Regions from separate parts of the Mus musculus genome. Here all the other regions are linked to region 1. A link is a contact called in public Hi-C, HiCAR-type and promoter capture Hi-C data. All regions are on one chromosome and are shown on one strand. Each heading gives the region's core, a stretch centred on a gene start, on an enhancer-like site or on the middle of the called end of the contact. The rest is flanking DNA. Distances are from core to core; before and after follow the strand shown. Region 1 holds the start of Zmat5 (zinc finger, matrin type 5). Region 2 holds the start of Myo1g (myosin IG). Region 3 holds the start of Ogdh (oxoglutarate (alpha-ketoglutarate) dehydrogenase (lipoamide)). Region 4 holds the start of Ddx56 (DEAD box helicase 56). Region 5 holds the start of Drg1 (developmentally regulated GTP binding protein 1). Region 6 holds the start of Pik3ip1 (phosphoinositide-3-kinase interacting protein 1). Region 7 holds the start of Limk2 (LIM motif-containing protein kinase 2).

The links. Promoter capture Hi-C pulls out the DNA fragments that hold promoters and counts their contacts. Hi-C and Micro-C count contacts between places; a contact is called where the count stands out from the background. HiCAR-type assays count read pairs that join an accessible place to other places. Capture Hi-C pulls out chosen DNA fragments and counts their contacts.
Region 2: a contact with region 1 is called in a Hi-C map of B cells, with 6 read pairs. The contact joins the promoter of Myo1g here to the promoter of Zmat5 in region 1. A contact is called at or near these places in 1 of 39 promoter capture datasets (pre-B cells) and 1 of 484 Hi-C or Micro-C datasets (B cells).
Region 3: a contact with region 1 is called in a promoter capture Hi-C map of pre-B cells, with 3 times the contacts expected there. The contact joins the promoter of Ogdh here to the promoter of Zmat5 in region 1. A contact is called at or near these places in 2 of 39 promoter capture datasets (liver and pre-B cells).
Region 4: a contact with region 1 is called in a promoter capture Hi-C map of erythroid cells, with 5 times the contacts expected there. The contact joins the promoter of Ddx56 here to the promoter of Zmat5 in region 1. A contact is called at or near these places in 2 of 39 promoter capture datasets (erythroid cells and liver) and 1 of 484 Hi-C or Micro-C datasets (CD4 T cells).
Region 5: a contact with region 1 is called in a promoter capture Hi-C map of adipose tissue, with 3 times the contacts expected there. The contact joins the promoter of Drg1 here to the promoter of Zmat5 in region 1. A contact is called at or near these places in 1 of 39 promoter capture datasets (embryonic stem cells) and 1 of 9 other capture datasets (adipose tissue).
Region 6: a contact with region 1 is called in a HiCAR-type map of astrocytes, with 4 times the contacts expected there. The contact joins the promoter of Pik3ip1 here to the promoter of Zmat5 in region 1. A contact is called at or near these places in 2 of 39 promoter capture datasets (both in liver) and 1 of 115 datasets of contacts at active chromatin or transcription factors (astrocytes).
Region 7: a promoter capture Hi-C map of embryonic stem cells shows a contact between it and region 1, with 2.5 times the contacts expected there. The contact joins the promoter of Limk2 here to the promoter of Zmat5 in region 1. A contact is called at or near these places in 2 of 39 promoter capture datasets (embryonic stem cells and liver).

The regions. Positions count from the first base shown.
Region 1 is chr11:4,703,274-4,705,969 of GRCm38.p6, forward strand. It overlaps Zmat5 (zinc finger, matrin type 5), which reads left to right and starts at 1,383. Exons shown (of 6, transcript NM_026015.3): 1 at 1,383-1,448. Uqcr10 (ubiquinol-cytochrome c reductase, complex III subunit X) reads right to left here and starts at 1,071. Exons shown (of 2, transcript NM_197979.3): 1 at 884-1,071. The coding sequence starts at 1,033.
Region 2 is chr11:6,519,637-6,522,332 of GRCm38.p6, forward strand. Myo1g (myosin IG) reads right to left here and starts at 1,322. Exons shown (of 22, transcript NM_178440.4): 1 at 1,106-1,322. The coding sequence starts at 1,218.
Region 3 is chr11:6,290,289-6,292,984 of GRCm38.p6, forward strand. Ogdh (oxoglutarate (alpha-ketoglutarate) dehydrogenase (lipoamide)) reads left to right here and starts at 1,309. Exons shown (of 23, transcript NM_010956.4): 1 at 1,309-1,405. Gm46270 (predicted gene, 46270) reads right to left here and starts at 1,975. Exons shown (of 1, transcript NR_168687.1): 1 at 1-1,975.
Region 4 is chr11:6,266,335-6,269,030 of GRCm38.p6, forward strand. It overlaps Ddx56 (DEAD box helicase 56), which reads right to left and starts at 1,395. Exons shown (of 14, transcript NM_026538.3): 1 at 1,326-1,395; 2 at 1,084-1,245; 3 at 477-637; 4 at 178-348; 5 at 1-72. The coding sequence starts at 1,385.
Region 5 is chr11:3,265,100-3,267,795 of GRCm38.p6, forward strand. It overlaps Drg1 (developmentally regulated GTP binding protein 1), which reads right to left and starts at 1,364. Exons shown (of 9, transcript NM_007879.2): 1 at 1,170-1,364. The coding sequence starts at 1,211.
Region 6 is chr11:3,329,417-3,332,112 of GRCm38.p6, forward strand. It overlaps Pik3ip1 (phosphoinositide-3-kinase interacting protein 1), which reads left to right and starts at 1,315. Exons shown (of 6, transcript NM_178149.4): 1 at 1,315-1,588; 2 at 2,499-2,615; 3 at 2,693-2,696. The coding sequence starts at 1,519. Gm12592 (predicted gene 12592) reads right to left here and starts at 1,774. Exons shown (of 2, transcript NR_165248.1): 1 at 1,498-1,774.
Region 7 is chr11:3,407,867-3,410,562 of GRCm38.p6, forward strand. It overlaps Limk2 (LIM motif-containing protein kinase 2), which reads right to left and starts at 1,372. Exons shown (of 16, transcript NM_010718.4): 1 at 1,180-1,372. The coding sequence starts at 1,195. It overlaps Gm51879 (a long non-coding RNA gene), which reads left to right. Exons shown (of 2, transcript XR_003949624.1): 1 at 1-1,535; 2 at 1,881-2,696.

The DNA of each region.
Region 1 (2,696 bases), core at 133-2,632:
GGCAAGAAGGAAGGCCACTCAGTGAAGGAGCTGGTCGGTGGTGGCTCAGGCCTACAATCCCAACACTCAGGTGGCAGAGGCAGGAGGGTGAGTCTAAGGCCAAGCCTTGTCTACCATCTAGCTCCGGGACAGCAATAGCTACACAGAGAAACCCTGTCTCGAGAAAAAGAAACCAGTCGATGAACATGCTGGCCATCAGTAACATACCTTCCCCAATACTCTCACAACCTTTGACATAAAACATGCACAGAGTGTGGGACAGTTAAGTCAAAGAGGGCTCGCCATTTCCTACTTTATATTCATCCCCACATTTTCCCAGGATGCTATCTTTCAGTGGTATCATTAAGTATGAACGGTAGCACCTCATCTGTATCCCAGGATCTTTGATCCACTATGACCTTTATTCAATACCACGGTTAAGTGCTTTAAGTCCAGTATTGCCAGTTAGGGCTTGAGGTTTCATAGTCTTCACGTTTAATCCAAAGAGCCTACGTGGGCGGCCTTCGGAACTGAAACATCAATTTTAAAAGGTCAGCCACATGGTCTAAGGAGACCTACTTTTAACGACTGCCTTGCTGAAATCTGCCCTTGAAACTAGCAAGGACGGCAGGGGTCGGAGTTCCAACTCACCACCGACTTAATGGAGTGGTTCAGACCCGTAAGTCCTCTGATGTCTCAGGAGTCAGGAGTTAGCTTTCGCAAATGAATATGTGGAACTGTGTGACAGGACATACCAATTAGGCCTCGCACCATGTCAAGAGAAATAGATGTATTAACGGGCACAGTTCACCCCAGACCTGGTAAGACTTGATTGAGTTCCGTCCTACCTCCCTCCCAGTCACCCTTCAGGCGGGCCCAAGGTCAGGATGGCCCAGGCCCTCACCCCCTCGTTGATGTGCTCGTAGATCGCGTCTGCGCCCTGATCGAAGGCTCGCTCGAAGAACAGGGCGCCCACTGCGATGGTGAGGGCAAAGGTGGAAGTTCTGCGGAACAGCAAGGAGTACAGGCGCGAAGGGATCGTCGGCGACGACATGTTGCCTCACTGCCGAACTCGCGCCACTGCGCTTGCGTAGAACCCAATGTCTTGCTCCAAAAGTTTCAACGCGCCCTGCTTTATGGGAATTGTAGTTTCTCTGTATCTCAGAGTCGACATTTTGAACCATTAAAGAAACTGATAATGTGCACAGGGTAACAGTTTATTACAATGTTCATATTCCACACAACCAAAATTTGATAAGACTTATTTCTCAGTTTTTCTCCTCAACCATTTCCTGCGTTTGGCTATTTTGAACTACAAGTCCCGAAAGCCCCTTAGCTTACCCATCTTCCCCAGTGCTGTCTCGCCTTCGTATTCCGCCTTCTCGGTACCTTAGGAAGGACTACAAATCCCAGCGAGCAGAGCGCAACGCGAGGACTCAAGAGGAGGAGCCCGGAACCAGGTATCTTTGGTGAGACATCCGCGTCCAAGTTTTAGGCTCTTTTCCCAATCAGAAGAGTAGGCATTTCATTCTAAGTCCGCGCTATCCGCTTTTTCTGGCATGGGGAGTGAATACAGAGGCAGGGAACCTGAGTTTCTGTGGCTGCATCTCGACTCTCTGCCTAACGTCCTTTGAACCTACTCCAGATGTAGGTTTGGGGGTGGCAAAAGTCGGGTCCTGCAGTTCTAACTCTTAAGCCACGTCTCAGGGGGGAAAGTGGCTTTGCACTTGCTTCCTGTTCTCCAGAGCGTAGGCTTTAAAGCCAAGAACCCCGGCTTCGGAGATGGGTGACCTGGTTGTAAAAGGCACCGTACTTTTCTGAGTATCCCCTCGGGGTCTTGAGATGATCCCCAGTAAAAGAAAGGTTCCCAGCTCTCCTGGAGCGCTCTGGCCGTGGTGCGTGGGCGATGGGGAAGCCCAGCACTTCTGGAAACTAATACTTTGTAAAAGAGAAAACCCAAATGCTTGGACGGATTGCTTGCTCTTTAAACCTGAGTAGCCGCTTAATGGAGGACTGAATATATTGTAGCAGGGTAAACAGGATAATGTTTCTAGAGGCAACTGCACTGCTGGGGTGCTTGAGAAAGTGTAGAGTGGCCTCTAATGAGTAGGTGGCCTGAAGTCATCTCTAGTCTGGCCTTGAATCCCGTCCTGGGTAAGGAGTCATTCTTTTCCTAATTGCACTAGGGAGTCACTGAATGGGTTTAAGCTGGAATGCTTTGAGGTCTATTTACATTTTAATGTTATCGTTCTGACTTCTTGCTAGAGCAAAAACTGAAGAGAAGAAATTGCAGAGGTAGGTAATTTAGAGTAGAGAGGTTTAGAATAATGGTCAGATTTGAGATGCATTTTGGTAGGTAGGATAGACAGAGCAAGCTAGCAGAAGTGTGCAAGAAAGGTAGAATTAAGAGGTGGGCTCGGTTGTGGGTGCCTTTAGTCTCAGCACTCCAGATGCAGGTGGGTCTCAGAGTTCAAGACCAGCCTGGTTTACAAATTCCAGGACAACCAGGGCTACACAAAGAAACCCTGTCCTGAAAAACCAAACCAAACCAAGAAACAAAAATAGGAATTAACATCTAGAGATAAATTAAGATTTGACTACAGAGACTAAATGGTTTGTGTTTGTTTGTATGGAGAAAAGGTTTTACACTTGCTCTGGCTTGCCTGGAACCAGCTACATAAATCAGCCTGACTTTTAACTCCTGGTGATCCTCCTGT
Region 2 (2,696 bases), core at 72-2,571, 1.8 Mb after region 1:
TGATTTGCTAGTCTTTGCAACCCCAGCCATGGCCACCGTCCCTCTCCAGCACATCTCAAACTCCTCCACCCTTCCGTTTACTAACCATATTAGAAGCAGGAACCTAGGGCTGTACCTCTCTTGGGTTTTGTGCTCTGGGAGGAGTACTAGCCTCCTTGGGGCCCCAACTGTCCTCTCGGTGTGTGGGGCCCGCTCAACCCCAGGCAGGCCTCTTCAGGGTTCCTCTTTCTCTGCCCCCTCTGACAAGTCACGCCCTGGGACTACAAGTTTTGTGACCTGCAGCCACTGTCTTCCTCGGCTCAGCATACAAAGCATGGAGGGCATGCTTGTGAGCTTGCTTTTCGAGAGAATGAGGCAGTCTAACAAAGCATTGAACTCATTTCCTGGATAAAGCTCTCCATGTGGCAGCCTAGGACCTCCATCTCTGCACCTAGTGAGATTCCTGGTCCCCAGTTGCTCTCTAAGGAGCTTCCTAGCACACAACAATCCTCCCTAGGAGGTGTGTATGAAGTCCAGCCGCACACAAGGCCATTTAACATGCTGTGCTTCTAGCTCCTGGACCCCTCCCTGCTTTTTTCAGTGAGAAAGCAGGCTGCACTGTCAATTCTCCTAGTCCTAGCCTGTGACCCCTCCCATGAACAACTCCCAACCCAGAACATCATATCAGCATCATATCAGCTTGCTTCGATTATTGCGATTCTGGGGTGGAGGGCACTTCATTTTGGAGTTCCTAAGGAAACTCAAGTCGGGTCACACATGGGACCCAGGGGGAAAGCATCAGCAGGTGACAGAGAGGAGATGCAGTACATTCCTGGTCCCCATGCCTTTGCCTGTCTTCCTCAGGACTCTGGGCTTGTCAACCAGGGTGTTGTGAGGGTGGCTGGGCAGCTCCATTCCTGACAGCTGGTTACTTTCTGAGTGGCCATTATCTCCTGGAGATGCTATCATTTCAGCCTGTATTGTCTAGGTATGTGTAGCCTTGTCCCCATTCCTGACGATGGGACCAGGGTACCTTCAGGGCTTCTCTCAGGTCTGTGTGGATGATAAGGGAGGAAAGGAAGGAAAGAAGCCCAGTACCGCATCCCCACCCCCACCTCACATCTACCTGAGCTCTAGGTTCTTCATGAAGTCCTCCATGGTCAGTTGATCCAAAAGCACGAAGTCTGGTTTCCCATACTCAGGGCCTTCTTCGTCCTCCATCCTGCCCACTGCAAGCATCCAAGGCAGGTCGCCAGAGCTTTCTGTACAGAGGTGAAGGGGAAGGCAGAAAGGGGAGGCCCAGCCCTGCCTGACTACTGCAGTACTTCAGTAAAGTAGGAAGTGGGTTCTGCCCGGGGAGTTTGGCCCTGCCCATTGCTACTCCCCTGCCTTGGTGCTTCAGACACTGCTTCCTGCTCCCTGGCCCACAAGGTCCATGCCTAACTGTCTGTCCTGATGGGGTCTTTACTGGCTTCCTTAAAGCTCTTCCCAAGCTAGGTTTGGCCATACCTGTCTGTAATCCCAAGCACTCCAAAGATTACGGGCAGGCTGGAATTCTCCCTCCCCTTGTCTGTCTGTCTTCCTTCCTTCCTTTGCTCCCTCCCTCTTTCCGTCTCTCTCTCTCTCTCTCTCTCTCTCTCTCTCTTTCTTTCTTTCTTTCTTTCTTTCTTTCTTTCTTTCTTTCTTTCTTCTATCTCTGTAGTCCAAGCTGGCCTCCCCAAAGTAGCTAGGATTATACCAGGCTCAGTAAGAAAGGATGCTTCTTCTTCTTTCTTTCTTTCTTTCTTTCTTTCTTTCTTTCTTTCTTTCTTTCTTTCTTTCTTTTTTTGGTTTTTCAAGACAGGGTTTCTCTGTGTGTCCTGGAACTCACTCTGTAGACCAGGCCAGCCTTGAACTCAGAAATCTACTTGCCTCTGCCTCCCAAGTGCTGGGATTAAAGGCATGTGCCACCACGCCTGGCAGGATGCTTCTTTTAAAACGTTTTAAACATCTATTTTGTGTACAAGTGCTTTGTCTACATGTATAAGTGCACCATATGCATGCTGGGTGTCTGCAGAGGGCTAGAGGGCTGGGTGGCCGTAAACTGCAGACCTTTGCAGGAGCAGTCAGTGCTCTTAACTTCTGAGCCATCTCTCTAGCCCAATAGATATTTCTTTTATTATTATTATTTTGGTTTTTTTTTTTTTTTTTTTTGGTTTTTCGAGACAGGGTTTCTCTGTATAGCCCTGGCTGTCCTGGAACTCACTTTGTAGACCAGGCTCCAGGCTTGCCTCGAACTCAGAAATCGGCCTGCCTCTGCCTCCCAAGTGCTGGGATTAAAGGCGTGCCAACAGATATTTCTTGGCCTCTCGTGGTTACCCAGCTGAACATCGCTGCCCCAGAGCTCAACATCAGCCAGGGGTGGCCACAATAGAGTTTAAACCATAAAGACTTCCTGCCTGACCCAGCAGATGAGGCAGTGGTGGGGACTCGGCACCCTGCGATTCCTCCCCACAGTGACAAGGGAGCGGAAGAGTACACTCTCCAGCCCTCTAGTGGGCTAGCCTTTGGTAGGACCCTCTTGCATATGCTCAGCTTCGTTCTCTCATCCAGCCTCTGAGATAAAACCATTAACTCTTGGAGCTCTGGGGCCTCATCTTAGCTCTCACAGGTCTTGGCTTATGGTTGAGCTTGTAGATTAGTGGTACATTGAAAAATGGCTAGGCGACCACTCAGGT
Region 3 (2,696 bases), core at 59-2,558, 1.6 Mb after region 1:
ACGTGTACCATTGCTGATGCTTCTGCCCTTGTACTGTGGCCTATCACTGCTACCAAAGCTTGAAGAGCTTCTGGCATACTTGTGACTACTTGTGACTTCTATTTCAGTAGAGCAAAAGGACTCTCCAGCCAGCTCATCCAGCACTGGTGCCATTTGCCATACATAGCAAGGATAAACTGACAGTCTGTATTGCTGTCCATCAAAAACTACTCTGCTAAAAAAGAGAAACAAGCGGAGAGTTAAAGGCCATGAGCATGAAGCTGGGCATGGGACTTATAGCTATAGTCCTAGCACCTGGTATATGCAGGTAAAAGAAACAGAGCAAGGTCAGCCTACATTATGAAATTGAATCCAGCCTCAGCTACATGCCATTGTCTCAAACAACAACAACAAAAGACATGAGTATGAAATGAACCACTCTCCTTTTTGAGACCTGATCCAACTGTGTAGCCCAGGCTGCCCACAAGAACTCTATGTAGCCCATCTTGACCTCCCAATTGGTCAGTTTTTCTCTGTTCTGAAATTGCAGGTGTGTGCTGCAAAATCTGGCTGAATATTTTTGTTAGTTTTTTATTTTGTTTCCCAAGACAGGGTTTCTCTATGTGGCCCTGAAACTCTCTCTGTAGACCAGGCTGACCTCAAACTCAGAGATGAGCCTGCCTCTGCTTCTGAGTGCTCTGCTTTAAGGTGTGCACTCACACAGCCAGGCTCTGGCTTAACATTTTGACACGGGGAACATTTCATATTAGTGAAGTGTAACAGGTTAACTAGTGGATTTTGTCTGTTTAGAGCAGGCTCTGGAGCCAGGAAGATCCAGGGGGACCCCAGCACAGCTTCCTGTCAGAATACTAGCAGGAACACCCAAGTCGCATGACAACCAAGTCACATTAGACCTCGCTAACTAATCTTCATAAGGACTGCTGCAAAACAAGTGTTCAAAATAGTCACTCATGTTATTCAAATTATTTTGTGCAGGGATACATTTTACCAACCCAACTATTATTTAGGGCAGCTTGTTTTGGATACAAAGCCCGTGGGCCTCAAAGTCGCAGCGCTCCTGCTTCGGCCCGCCAAACGCTTCAATTATCAGACGGCATCCCACGCCCTGAATGTACCAGGTTCTTAACAAGCTTCGGAAGCGTCTCCCGTGTAACTGCTAATGACAGCCGAAAGACAGTGAGCAACAGGCTGGCTTTGGCCAGATGCAAAGTTCTGCATTGGCGCGAAGCCCGAGCGAGCGACTGAAACCCAATTCTGTGACGTCACGTCACGCCCACAGCCTGTCTTGCAGGCCGCTCCTCTGGGGCCGGGCTACGCGTTGACGCCACACGCCGGGGCGGGGCTGAGAGTTTGGAGCCCGGAGTGGTGTCGGCGCTTCACTCGGGTGGAGCTGAACGGGAGACAGGTAACCTTGTGCGGCAGACGGGCTCCGTCCAGGGCTGGGAGGCTCGGCGCTTGACACCCGGAGCTCGCGGCCGAGGGTGAGGCCTATGCGTCCTTGCTTCCGGAGTGCCTGAGTGACGGGCGTGAAGCCGGACAGAGCCGGGCTGGCGGAGGGCGGCGATGGTGGGCGGGGGACGAGACCTGACGGACAGACGTTATAGCCAATGGCGTGGCAGGGTCCTCCAGGCGGGCGGAGATTGGCGGACGCGGACTTGCGCCGGGGGTCGGGGGGCCGAGCGCTATTGGCTCTGGCGGCGGAGCCGCGAAGGTGGCGGGCTAGGGAGTAGGTGGCCTGGCGGCCCGGGAGAGCCCCAAGGTCGCGGCGTGTCACGTGGACCGGTCGCTCCCTCTGGCCCGCGCGCGTTCTTTTGTCCTGCGTGCGCTGACCCCAGCAGGCCGCCGTCCTTGTGTTCGCCGTGCCCGGACACGGCGCTGACCTTGGTGCCTGCGGCAGCCCCACCTGCCGGTATGAGGTAAACCAGGCTGTCGGCCAAGGTGACACTGGTTTCCCTAGAAACACCATCCACGCACCGCTTTCCTCGCGAGAGTGTGTGACAGATGTGAGTTATACCCAGAGTGACTGGGAAGCCTGCTACTGTGCCCTCGCATGAGTTACCAGATCATGTTTCTTTTGCCCACCGAGCAGTGTGCCAGTCTCTGAAGTGACAGGTTCGGCAAGAATCCTCACGTGGATACCATGTAAAGACAGGAGAGCGGAGTGTAGGGCATTTGAGTATCTACACGGTGAAGGAGCAGGGTGAGGTGTGGAAAAGGGATTAAAGGTAATGAGAAGTGACGGGCTAGGTGTTGTGCGCATGCGTAACTCAACTTCCTGACTGTAAGATCAGAAAATGGCGGCGTTAAGCATCATTGGAGGGTGGAGTTTTAGATCCTTGACGTCAAAAGGTCACTCAAGGAACACCTCTACAGGCCCAAGTGGGGTCAGTGGGGTCAACCTGTATTCGATGGAGGTCTCTACGTCCGTAAGTGTTATCTGTATATAGTGAAGCTATTGCGAATGTGCAACTGGTCTTCATCACCCTAAGTAGAAGCGTGTAACTAAAAATAGAAGTAAAAATTTCCCCCAGCTTTTCTGTGGATTTCATTGCCCTTACAGGCCCTACTTGTGTCTGTGTATCCTGTGCTCTGACATTGAGCAGAGGACACCGTTGGAGTTCCTCTGTTTGTCTGATCCTCTAGCCTTGCCCTTGAAGGTGGAACCAGGTAGATTAGTAGGTGGCGTTAGGAAAGTG
Region 4 (2,696 bases), core at 145-2,644, 1.6 Mb after region 1:
TCCTTCAGAGTTTGTACATCCTCATTGAAAGTGGCCGACATGAGAAAAGCCTGGTAAATCCGAGGCAAGTGACTGAAAGAAAGAACAGGGCTTGATCAGGCTCCAGCCCACCCATTCCACTCCAGTCCCAAGTCCAGACCCTTGCAGGTCTAGGAGCCACTTCTGTTTCTTCCTTACCAGAGAAGACTCTTGAGTTCATCCTCAAAGCCAAAGGAAAAAAGAAGGTCAGCTTCATCTACCACCAGCAGCTCTAGGGAGTCCCGGAGTTTCAAGGTGTTCTGCTGCAAGTGGCTTAACACTCGGGATGGGGTTCCCACCACCACATCTGGCTTCTCCATCAACACAGCTCTGCAGGTGGCAAGGATTTAGCAGCCAGACCCTCGCCCTGGCAGACCTGCCCAGGCTAGCCACTCACACCACCAAGGGCACACACTTGCAAAGCGTTCTCCCTTTGGAGGCCTGCAGGTTTCACCCACCTCTGAGAAGCTGAGTCTTCTGCAGCTGAGACGTTAGCCACTCGCACATCCCGAGCACAGTAGGCAGCCAGTTGCTGGATCATGGCCTGGGCCTGCCGTGCCAGCTCCTTGGTAGGAACAAGAACAAGGCCTCTCACAGCCTGCTCCATTACAGGACCTGTCTGTAAGAACACCAATTCAAGACCGTTCAAAGTACTGGGTCCGCCCAAACAGTCAGAACCATGTACTGCAACACAACCACCTAGCTGTGTCCTGATAAACTCTTAATTCTGCCCACCTCACAGCACAGGGGGCAGAGCTTTCCCAGGCACTCAAATTTAGAACTTGCTGAAATCACTTAACGTACTACGGAGCTGATGAGTCCCCCTCTAGATAAAAGGTTACTCAAAATTACAACAGGATGGCGGTCGTGGCACCAAGGCCCGGGTTGAGAGCCAAGTAACCTGAACTCCAGCTCAGAGATTAAGCTGCAAATTGACCAAGTTCTCTATGGGCCGCCTAACACTGACACAGGACCTATAGGAGGAACCTTGGCACAGTCGGGCACTTCATTCCCTATTCTTTTGGAGCGTCCTGCCTCATACTCACTGCTCCTCTCGCTACCCACCGCCTTCTTGTGGAGAAGCGACTGAAGCATCGGAATAGCATAAGCTGCGGTCTTCCCGGAGCCTGTGCGGGCGCGGGCCAGGAGGTCCTTCCCCTCCAGCGCCAGAGGAATGGCCTTTTCCTGGATCAACGTAGGTCGCGACCAGCCCAAATCGGTGACAGCCTAAGAAGGAAGAGGACGCAGCTCAAGCGGCGTGGAGTACAGCGGCACACCGGGTAGCAGCTCCACAGCCTACCCCATACCTGCAGGAGCCGGGGATCCAGGCCCATGTGTTCAAAACCCAGCGCTTCTTGGTCCTCCATGGCGTGACTCCACGCTGTCAGTGCGCACGCGTAGGGCGGGACAAACCAACAACTAATCAGCTCTGGAAGGTACGTCACTTCCTGGAAGTACTTTCTCCTGGGTGTCCGACGTTGCTACCAATTTGTGCTGGCTCTGCGCAGGAGCGTTCCGCAATGCTGTCCCTTGAACGCCCTCCGAATTGTGGATGCCTCTTCTCTGGCGCCTCAGCCTTCCCTGACCCACAGAGTGACGTGGGCAGGGCTTTGCTAGGTTATGGTTGGGATCGACCGCGTTTTGGCTAAAGGGAGGCAGCCGCCACTTAGGCACATGCGCAAAGGAATTAGGGTTCTGTGGGTAACCAGAGGCAAATCTCACTGGGCAGAAATCGCGGCACAAGTTGCTAACCTAAGATAAATGTTAAATCAGGCCTTCAGCTACTATGAAGATTTTCACAAATACTGCCAACACGCGGTGCAATCCTTAACAGCTCTTAGAAGAAGAGCCAAGTTGACTCGAACCCTTCCTGGGACCATCTTTCCCAGAAAACGAAAATCAGACTTTGTTACACATGTTAATAAGGCCCATTCTTTGAGAATTCCTTACCAGGGAATGTCCTTAGGACTTTTTCTTCTGTTTTTGTTTTTTTTTTGTTTTTTTTTTTTTGTTTGTTTGTTTGTTTTTTTCAAGACAGGGTTTCTCTGTGTGGCCCTGGCTGTCCTGGAACTCACTCTGTAGACCAGGCTGGCTTCAAACTCAGAAATCCGCCTGCCTCTGCCTCCCAAATGCTGAGATTAAAGGCATGTGCCATCACTGCCTGGGGAAGATTGATTGATTGGTTTTTTTGAGACATGGCCTCATTATGTAGTGGCTGGCCTGGAACTTGGTAGGTAGACCAGACTGGTTTGACTCAGCCTCCCTAGTGCTGGAATTAAAGGCATGCACTACCACCCTTCCTTGGGACCTCTTAAAACACCTAAAGCCAAAAAAGTGTCAGTTGACCTTAGGCCCATTTCTTCTGGGCGCTGTAACTATTGTTAGGGCAATAACAGAAAAGAGATTGGTGGGGACTAAAAACATTTACCAACAGGGTCTTATAGTGACCACCTATTAAGAAAGGGAAAGCCCTCCTGATAACAGGAGGGGCTGAGCTGAAGGAAAAGACCAATAAAAGGGGTCATTAAGTGGGCAACAGGATCAATGTAGAGCACTTCCCTAGCGTGCATGATGCCTTAGAGTCTCAATCAGCAGCAAAGGAGAGGAAAAGGGGGAGACTTAAGGTGGGGCTAGAAGCCTAACTGCAAAACGCTGGACTCTGGCACCTGTGACTGCAG
Region 5 (2,696 bases), core at 114-2,613, 1.4 Mb before region 1:
GCCTCGGCCTCCTGAGCTCCACCTAAGAATTATTTTTTATCCTTAGACGCCCACAATAGAGGTGAAGGTGAACAAACTGTCTATTGAAATACTGCTTCAGGGGAAGACCAAATGGCTCATATTCACGAGCATCCAGCAAACTGCAGACTGAAGAGGATACAGGCAACTAAGTATTTTTTAAAAAGAAAAACCAAGCCTGGCTAATGTCAGCACTCTGGAGGCAGAGGCAGATCTGTCTGAGTTCAAGGCCAGCGTGATCTACACAATGGGATCCCTGACATCCAGAAGTATGTAGCAAGACCCTGTCTCCAAACAAAGGAGAGAGGTAGAGGGAGGGAGAGAGGGAAAAAATCCAGGGCCAGATAGACACACTCAAGTGCACTTGCTGCCAAACTTGGAAGACCTAAACTCAATCCCAGAAACCATGACTGAACAGAACGATTCCCCTAAGTAATGCTGAACACACACACACAGAAACATAAAAATAAACTGAATTCCCTCTCCCCTCTCCAGTTCATTCTCTTCACCACAAAAGAAACAAACGAGACCCAACGTGAAAGGACCCACGGTCATTCGAATTTCTATCCACAGAGGGAATTAAAATGCATCTGCTGATTCGTTTCTACGGTACCCAATCTAAAAGAAGGGTGTCACATTACGGACTTTAAAAAGCCCTGAAGGTCTCAGGGATGACGCGCCATCCAGGTACAATCTACTTACTCCCAGATCTTACCGTCACAACCAACGGCGTGTAAAAGGGGACCACCAGTGAGTGGCAAGTGGGCAAGGAATAACGGGACAAGACCTCAAAGCCCGTGATCGGATCACGGAGTCTGGGATATAGAAGTCGTGTGGCTCAGAGAAAAAAGCAAGAAAAACAGAAATAATGTCGAGACATGCGCCGAAAACCGGAGCAAGTGCTGGGTGTGGGATGTGGGAGGTTGCGCAGAGACGGAGCTGGCGGATGGGAGCTGAGAAGCCCAGGCCCGAGGAACTGAGGGAAGGGGCTGCATGGGGACGGGGCTGCGGCAGCGCAGGTTTAGACTACGGGGGCGATGGCAGCTGGTGGCACAGGGGTGGAAGCCAGGCCCTGACGCCGCGGACGCAACACCGGAGGAGCCGCAGCGCCGCAGAAGGGCCAGGAGAGAAGCGCCGGCTGCGCCTTTTACCTCGGCTTCGATCTCCGCGATCTTCGCTAAGGTCCCGCTCATGGTGGCGGAGGGCTTAAGGCCACACCAGCCTCCACACTGGTTAGGTCCCCCTTCTCGCGCCCGCCGCGCCTCTGGCCACCACTGCAGCGCGCAAGCGCGGGATCTGCTAAGCTCGCGACACGGTTCCGCGAGAAGTCCGCGCCGACGCTCTCGGAGATGGGCGGTCTCCGCCTTCTCCGCCGACTCCTCCCTGTCCCGCCAGCCAGCGCGGTGTCATAGAGCCCGCAGTGAGGTGACCAGAGCGGTCGCTCGGGCCAACTTCCCGGAGCGCGCCGAGGGTCGCGCGCAGCTCGGCCCCACCCCGCCGGACCTGCGCTCGCCCCTTCGACTCCCGTGCCCAGCGTGCACCTAAACCCGGCGACCATCAGAGTGCGCGCAGATACTTGGAAGCTCCCTTTCTTCATCAGGACAGACCTCGGCTTCCTGGGTTGTAGAGAGACTCAGAGGGGTGGGGGGTTGTAGAGAGACTCAGAGGGGTGGGGGGCACAATTTTTGAGGGATCCTTTGTTTACCAGGAACCCTAAAGAAGGAGTGTGGCACTCAACGAGCCACAGTTAGTGGATCGAATGAGCTCTTCCAGAGAGAGCCATTACTTGGAGAAGCTATCATGTTGAAAAGTTGGAAATTATGTTAGCACAAATTAGAAGGGAATGCATAAATAAATATAAAAGCATTTTTATTGTGTAAAATAAGGTTACAGCCACTAAAGCGTAGTGTGACTGGAAGTGAGTCCCGAATTTGTCAGATGGACAAATAGAACTGTGCCTTTTATCATTATACTCTCTAGGCTGTTTGTTAGAAATACACTTAGAGAGGCATAGGGTAGTGGTACCCACCTTTAATCCCAGCACTTGGGAGGCAGGCGGATTTCTGACTTCGAGGCCAGCCTGCTCTACAGAGTGAGTTCTAGGACAGCCAGGGCTATACAGAGAAACCCTGTCTCAAAAAAAAAAAAAAAAAAAAGTACCGGAGTGTGTCTCCTGGTGGTGCTGAGACCAAGGATCTCCTGTGTTCAAGGCAACCCTCGACTACCACACACCATGCCAGAAAGTACATTCTAGGAAATGTAGATAAACCAGATGATAGAGGCGCACGCCTTTGATCCCAGTACTCAGGAAGCAGAAACAGGTAGATCTCTGAGTTCAGTTCCAGGCCAGCCTGGTCTTCAGAGCAAGTTCCAGGACAGTCAAGGCAGAGAAAGCTATCTCGAAAAACTGGGAAAAAAATAAAATAAAAAAGGGAAAAAAAGAAAAAGGGAGGTAAAAGAATGGTTCCCATAGGAAGGTTTTTCCTGTAATGCCGAGGACTCACTCATGACACTTAGATCGGGAGGATCCCCCTGAACCCTGAGGGGAGAATTGTTTATGGGTCTGATGATGAGGGACATAGAGGGACCGACCATTTGCTTTGTGTAATTGTTTAATTGGGCTTTGGACACGGGTGCATACTTTCTTTTATCTAACTGTGTAACTTTGAATGATCTAA
Region 6 (2,696 bases), core at 65-2,564, 1.4 Mb before region 1:
CCACATGCACACCCCCCCACCCCTCCCCAACCCCACCCCCACACGCACACACACGCACTCTTTGGGGGGCGGTGTTTATATGTGTGTTTTGCCAGCATATGTGTATGTGCATGACTGAGTATCAGAGGAGGGAGTCCATATTCTGGATCTGGACACAGATGGCCTTATGCTAAGTGCTGGGAACTGAACTAAGTGCTCCGCAAGAGCAACAAGTGCTCGTAACTAATGAGCCACCTCCCCAGTCCGGACAATGGTTTTAAAAGGCATGTCAGGTGGTTTGGGGACATGGTTCAGAGACTAGGAGTACTTGCTGCTCTTCAAGAAGAGCTGACCCGAGTTCCACTGCCTACTTCAGCTACCTCCCATGGTCGACAACTGCCTATAACCCCAGTTCTTGAGGCCCTGAAGTTTTCCTATGGCCTGAGTACAGACACAGATAAACCCACAAATAAAAATAACCCTTTTCTTCTTAAAAGACACATCAGGGTTCAATCACTTCTCATAGTTAGAATCACATTAGCTTTCCACTATGATAAAGTCTATAAAACTTACTTCATAGTGTTATTTTTTTCCTCCCTACATTGTGGCAAGATCAAAACAGAGTTTCTATTCTTGGATTTGCCCCAGTCACAAGGTAGTCTTGGCAAACCACCCTGTTCTCTCAGTTTACTGAGGCTGCTTGGGAACTTCAACTGCCAGCCAAATAGAAACTCCAAAAGCCCTAAGTTATGTGGATGTGGTTTAACTGTAGACACAAATTATTGCAACTAGATTTCCTATATACTGCTTGAGGGGAGTTGGAAGGAAGACATTTTACTTCTGGGCTGGTAAAAAGGGTGGACTTTACAATATAGCTAAAGGAATTCAATGTTTGTGTAACATGTATTTTCAGCTAATGATACCCTTTCTGTGTTCCTACTATATATGGATAACCCAAACCTCAAATGTTAGTAAAGGAATGTGACTGAACTGGCCCTAGCAAAGTACAATTTAAATATATTGCTTCCAGACAGATAATTCTTAGTTGTGCTGTCTATGTGGTCTTAAATTCTTCCTGCTTCTGCAATCAGCATCCGCTCTTACAACTGTGTAGTGCTTTTGGGGCTCCTAATCCACCCCACTCCACGATGCCTTCTGACACAGTGACTCTGTACTCACACTGGTGGAAAAGGAAGAAAAGCCCTGGGCATGCAGTTGTGCAGGTCTCACGCGGAGCTGCTGCTAAGCAAAACCTCTCTGCCACTCTCGGCTTGGCTGAGTTCCTCTCTTGGCTCAGGGTTAGTGATCTGGTAAGGTCTAGGAGGCTTAGGACCCAGGGGGCGCCTTTCAGCTGAAAAACACCTCGGCTGCAGCAAGCTAGCTGGGAAGCTCCCAGTTCTAAAGAGAGGCTGTTTACCAGAAGAGCATAACAGGGGCCGGCCAGTCTGACTGCAAGGAGACAAAACTGCTGCCAAGGAGGACCCCCCCCCCCCATTTGGACACTGGCTGTTGAGTCACCTGCGAGCCGAAGAGACGAGGATGCTGTTGGCTTGGGTACACACATTTCTTCTCAGCAACATGCTTCTGGCAGAAGCCTATGGATCTGGAGGTGAGATTACGTTTTCTCCCCCTTTCTGCAGCAACTTAAATGAAACAGATTCCCCAAACGTGGTCAGGCCGACAGGGAAGGAAGGTTTTGGCTGCTTTTCTCGTTATCCTACGAAAGCATTCTTCTCTCCTCTCTCCTTCCTTGCCAGAGGCTTGCAGCTCCATCTTTGCCATTAAGAACAAAGACAAGTAGTCACTTTCTCTTTCCCTTTCCTTTCACACGAGTGGATGGAGTGGAATTCGTCTCTTCTACTCCCCAGAGTCTTACCCTTTTAAAGTCCGTTTGCTTTGTGTGGCAGGCGCACGAACCTCCCCTCTCCAGCCTCCTCCCGTGGCTCTCTGCTGAGGGGAGTGGGAGCTTAAGAGATGAGGCAGAGACCCTCAGCTGGGGTCTCTATTGGATCTTTTGCTTCCCTGAATCAAAGGCTTTTGTGGAATTCTCTTGGGAGCTGGCGGTGTCTGTTAAACTAGCAGAAAGTGGCTGTATTCGTAGAGAAGGGAACACCAGTTTATATAACATTGACTTCTCAACACTGGGATGACTTCCATGTCTGACTGCCCAGAACCAAACTCACCATCTCCACAGAAAGACCTTAGGGAGAAAGACCTTCTTGTACCTTCAAAGTGGTCCCAAGTCCAAGAATAACAACCCTTTGCAGTTGTGCAGCGATCTTAAGCTTTTTTAAAAGGAAGGAAGGAAGGAAGGAAGGAAGGAAGGAAGGAAGGAAGGAAGGAAGGAAGGAAGGAAGGGAAGGGAAGGGAAGGGAAGGGAAGGAAGAAGAAAGCTAAATCGAGTGTTGTGTGTGGACCAAACGCCGCCAGGGGCGTGACACTCTGAGGTACACAGGGCTTTCTCCCGCGGGGCCAGAGAAACGCACTAAGAGTCTCGGGCGGGTTCCTCTTCCTCATAGGCTGCTTCTGGGACAACGGCCACCTGTACCGGGAGGACCAGCCCTCGCCCGCGCCGGGTCTCCGCTGCCTCAACTGGTTGGCCGCGCAAGGCAGCCGCGAGTCGCTCACCGAGCCCAGTGAGTGTCCGCCGGGGAGGCGGGCGGGGTTGGTGGGCGGCGGCCGCGGCCCTTGACTCCTCTTCTCCCCACCTCAGGCCC
Region 7 (2,696 bases), core at 122-2,621, 1.3 Mb before region 1:
CCAAGTGAACCACATCCCATCCAACTCAATTTTAAAAAAATTATTTATTTAGAGACAGGATCGTATTCTGTCGTCCAGGTTGACCTAGTTAGTACGCCACACACAGACCAAGCAATTCTCCTGGCTCTGTCTAGTCTGGGATTACAGGTGTGCAATCACCACTACCAGCCAGGAAAAAAAATTAAGGGAAGAGACAGACGAATTTCCGCTCCATGCTTTCCTTCTCCAGAGCATATTATCACCAATAAGGTCTGAAATTCCATGTTCCCGTAGTGAGGAAGTGACCCACTGGCGGCCCGGTCCTTGAATTCAGGATGGAGGAAGTGACTGTCCACCGGCCCAAAGCCAGGAAGTGGAGGCACATATTCAGTCCCTCCCCCACCCCTAAAATTCTCCCTTGGCCTTTCTAGAAAACTTTTGGAAGTCGACCCTGGTAGACCCAGAAACTGAGCCACTCACACCGGTGGCTGGGAATAAGGCGGCAGAAAGTTCATGATGCCGCGGGGCAGGAAGCTGCAAGATGATTCGTGAAGGGATTTACAGGCCCAGCTAAGCCAATTCTGAAATTTCCTTCACTCAACTCTTCCCCTCAAGGTGCGGAGCTATTAATCTGCTGGCATCAGAGACTACGCGAGGACTCAACTAGTCTCTAGGAAGACTTGAAGCTGTTCTCCACAGGAGGCAGAGGTCTTTGAGCCTCAGGAAGAACGGTCGGATGTCTTCCTATCCACATCATAAACTCCACACTCATACTCTATCTCTAGGAACCACTCCTCCCAATCCCAGAGTCCAAAGACACCTTCGAGAACTTTGGGTCTACAGAAAACCTAGAACCCAGGATAACTCGGAATCTCAAGTCCTGAACTCTGGAAGACCCTGTACTTCCCATATTTCAGAATCTCAGGTGCCTCGGCTTCCTTAGCCAGGAGACTTGCCCGGTCTGCAGATCCGAGGATCCACCTCGCGGGAATTCGCCCCACGCGCCGGCCGCAAGGAGCCCTCAGTCTTAGAACGACTGCGCTCGGACTTCCAGAGTCCCAAGACCTTCAAGTCCCGAGGGAACCATTGTGTTCGATCCTCCCCACCCTGCCAGGCTCTCGCTGAGGATTCCGGACCCAAGAAAAACCAGACAGCCAGAAACCCGCGAGCGGCGGGCTGGACGGAATGGGCCCTTCTTACCCGCCAGCGCCGCCATGGTCCAGGGCGCGGACAACACAGGAAGGACCACCCGGCAGCAGCGCCTCAGGTCCGCGCCCGCCTGCGGTCTAGAGAAGAGGCTGTCTCTGCCCCTGCAGCCGGAAGGATGCACCGCCTACGGCGCCCTGGGAGGACCAAACCGCACCTGGCACGGGGACCCGCCCCGGAGCCCCTCCCACTTAGGTTAACGACCCGCCCTGCCCCGTCCCGCCTCCCGCGCGAACTCTGCCGCATCTCTGGCGCCTGCTGGCGACTGGCGACCTCTAGAGGCGTTCGGATTGACCAGGGTGATTCAGTTTAGGCTGGAGGTCGCAACACAGGGGACCCTCGGCGCTCAGGTTAGTCCAGTTGCCCTTCTACACTACTTGAAAATGGCTCTGCTCTTCAGGTGCAGAGCGTGGGTAGGTATCACAGGTCTTTTGACTCCCAGTTTGTAATCAGCAATGTGAACACGAAGAAGCTAAGAGAAACCACTTTTGCGTGTCAAAGGCAATATGGAAATGAGGCTCCCTAGAGCAGATTATGGAGGCCAAATACCTGGGTTCCTGGAATTTTGGGTCCAGGACTCCCACTCCTTATATAAAGTCCCTGGTTGGTCAAGTCTCATAGAAAATGGCGTAAACTTTGTCTATAATCCACGCACAATCTTCATATGCTTTATTTTTTCTTTTGTTTTGCCACAGGGTCTTGAAATGCAGCCAGACTGATATTGAACTTGCCAGCCTCTTGCCTCAGCTTCTTGAGTGCTGAGATATTCTTGTTTTAAATCATCTCTAGATTGTTTATTTAAAAAAAAAAACCAAAATCTAGATGTTCTAACATAGTTATCTTATTCTGTGACTAAAATCAAGAAAGAACCGGACAGTGGTGGCACACGCCTTTAATCCCAGCACTTGGGAGGCAGAGGGAGGTGGATTTCTGAGTTCGAGGCCAGCCTGGACTACAGAGTGAGTTCCAGGACAGCCGGGGCTATACAGAGAAACCGTCTAAAAAAAAAAAAAAAAAAAAAAAAAGACGCAGCACTCTCAGCTCCTTCTCCATCGCCATGTCTACCTGTATTCTGCCATGCTTCTGGCCGGGATGATAGTGAACTAAACTTCTGAACCTGTAAGCCAGCCCCAAATAAATGTTGTCCTTTGTAAGAGTTGCTGTGGTCATAGTGTCTCTTCCCAGCATTAGAACCCTAACTATGACACTCGGTTTTAGACAATTGTTACTTCCCTCCATCAGATTTATGTACATGGGAAAAGAGTCCAGAGGATCAGGAAATGGGTAGGAATGGAGCCCAAGGAAACCAATCCTGCCTCCAACTCTCCCATCAGCTGCCTCTGGCTCTACTACTTAGGTAAACAAAACAGCACAATTCTCTGTCTTCCTGCATGGCCTTTTGTTAACAAAAGTGGCTGCTAGTTAGATGTTTCTTCCGTGGCGCCTTCATATGACCTAGGGTGCACAAGTGCTAGGGAGGGGGCTGTACCTGACTTCCTTCCTGGGAACTC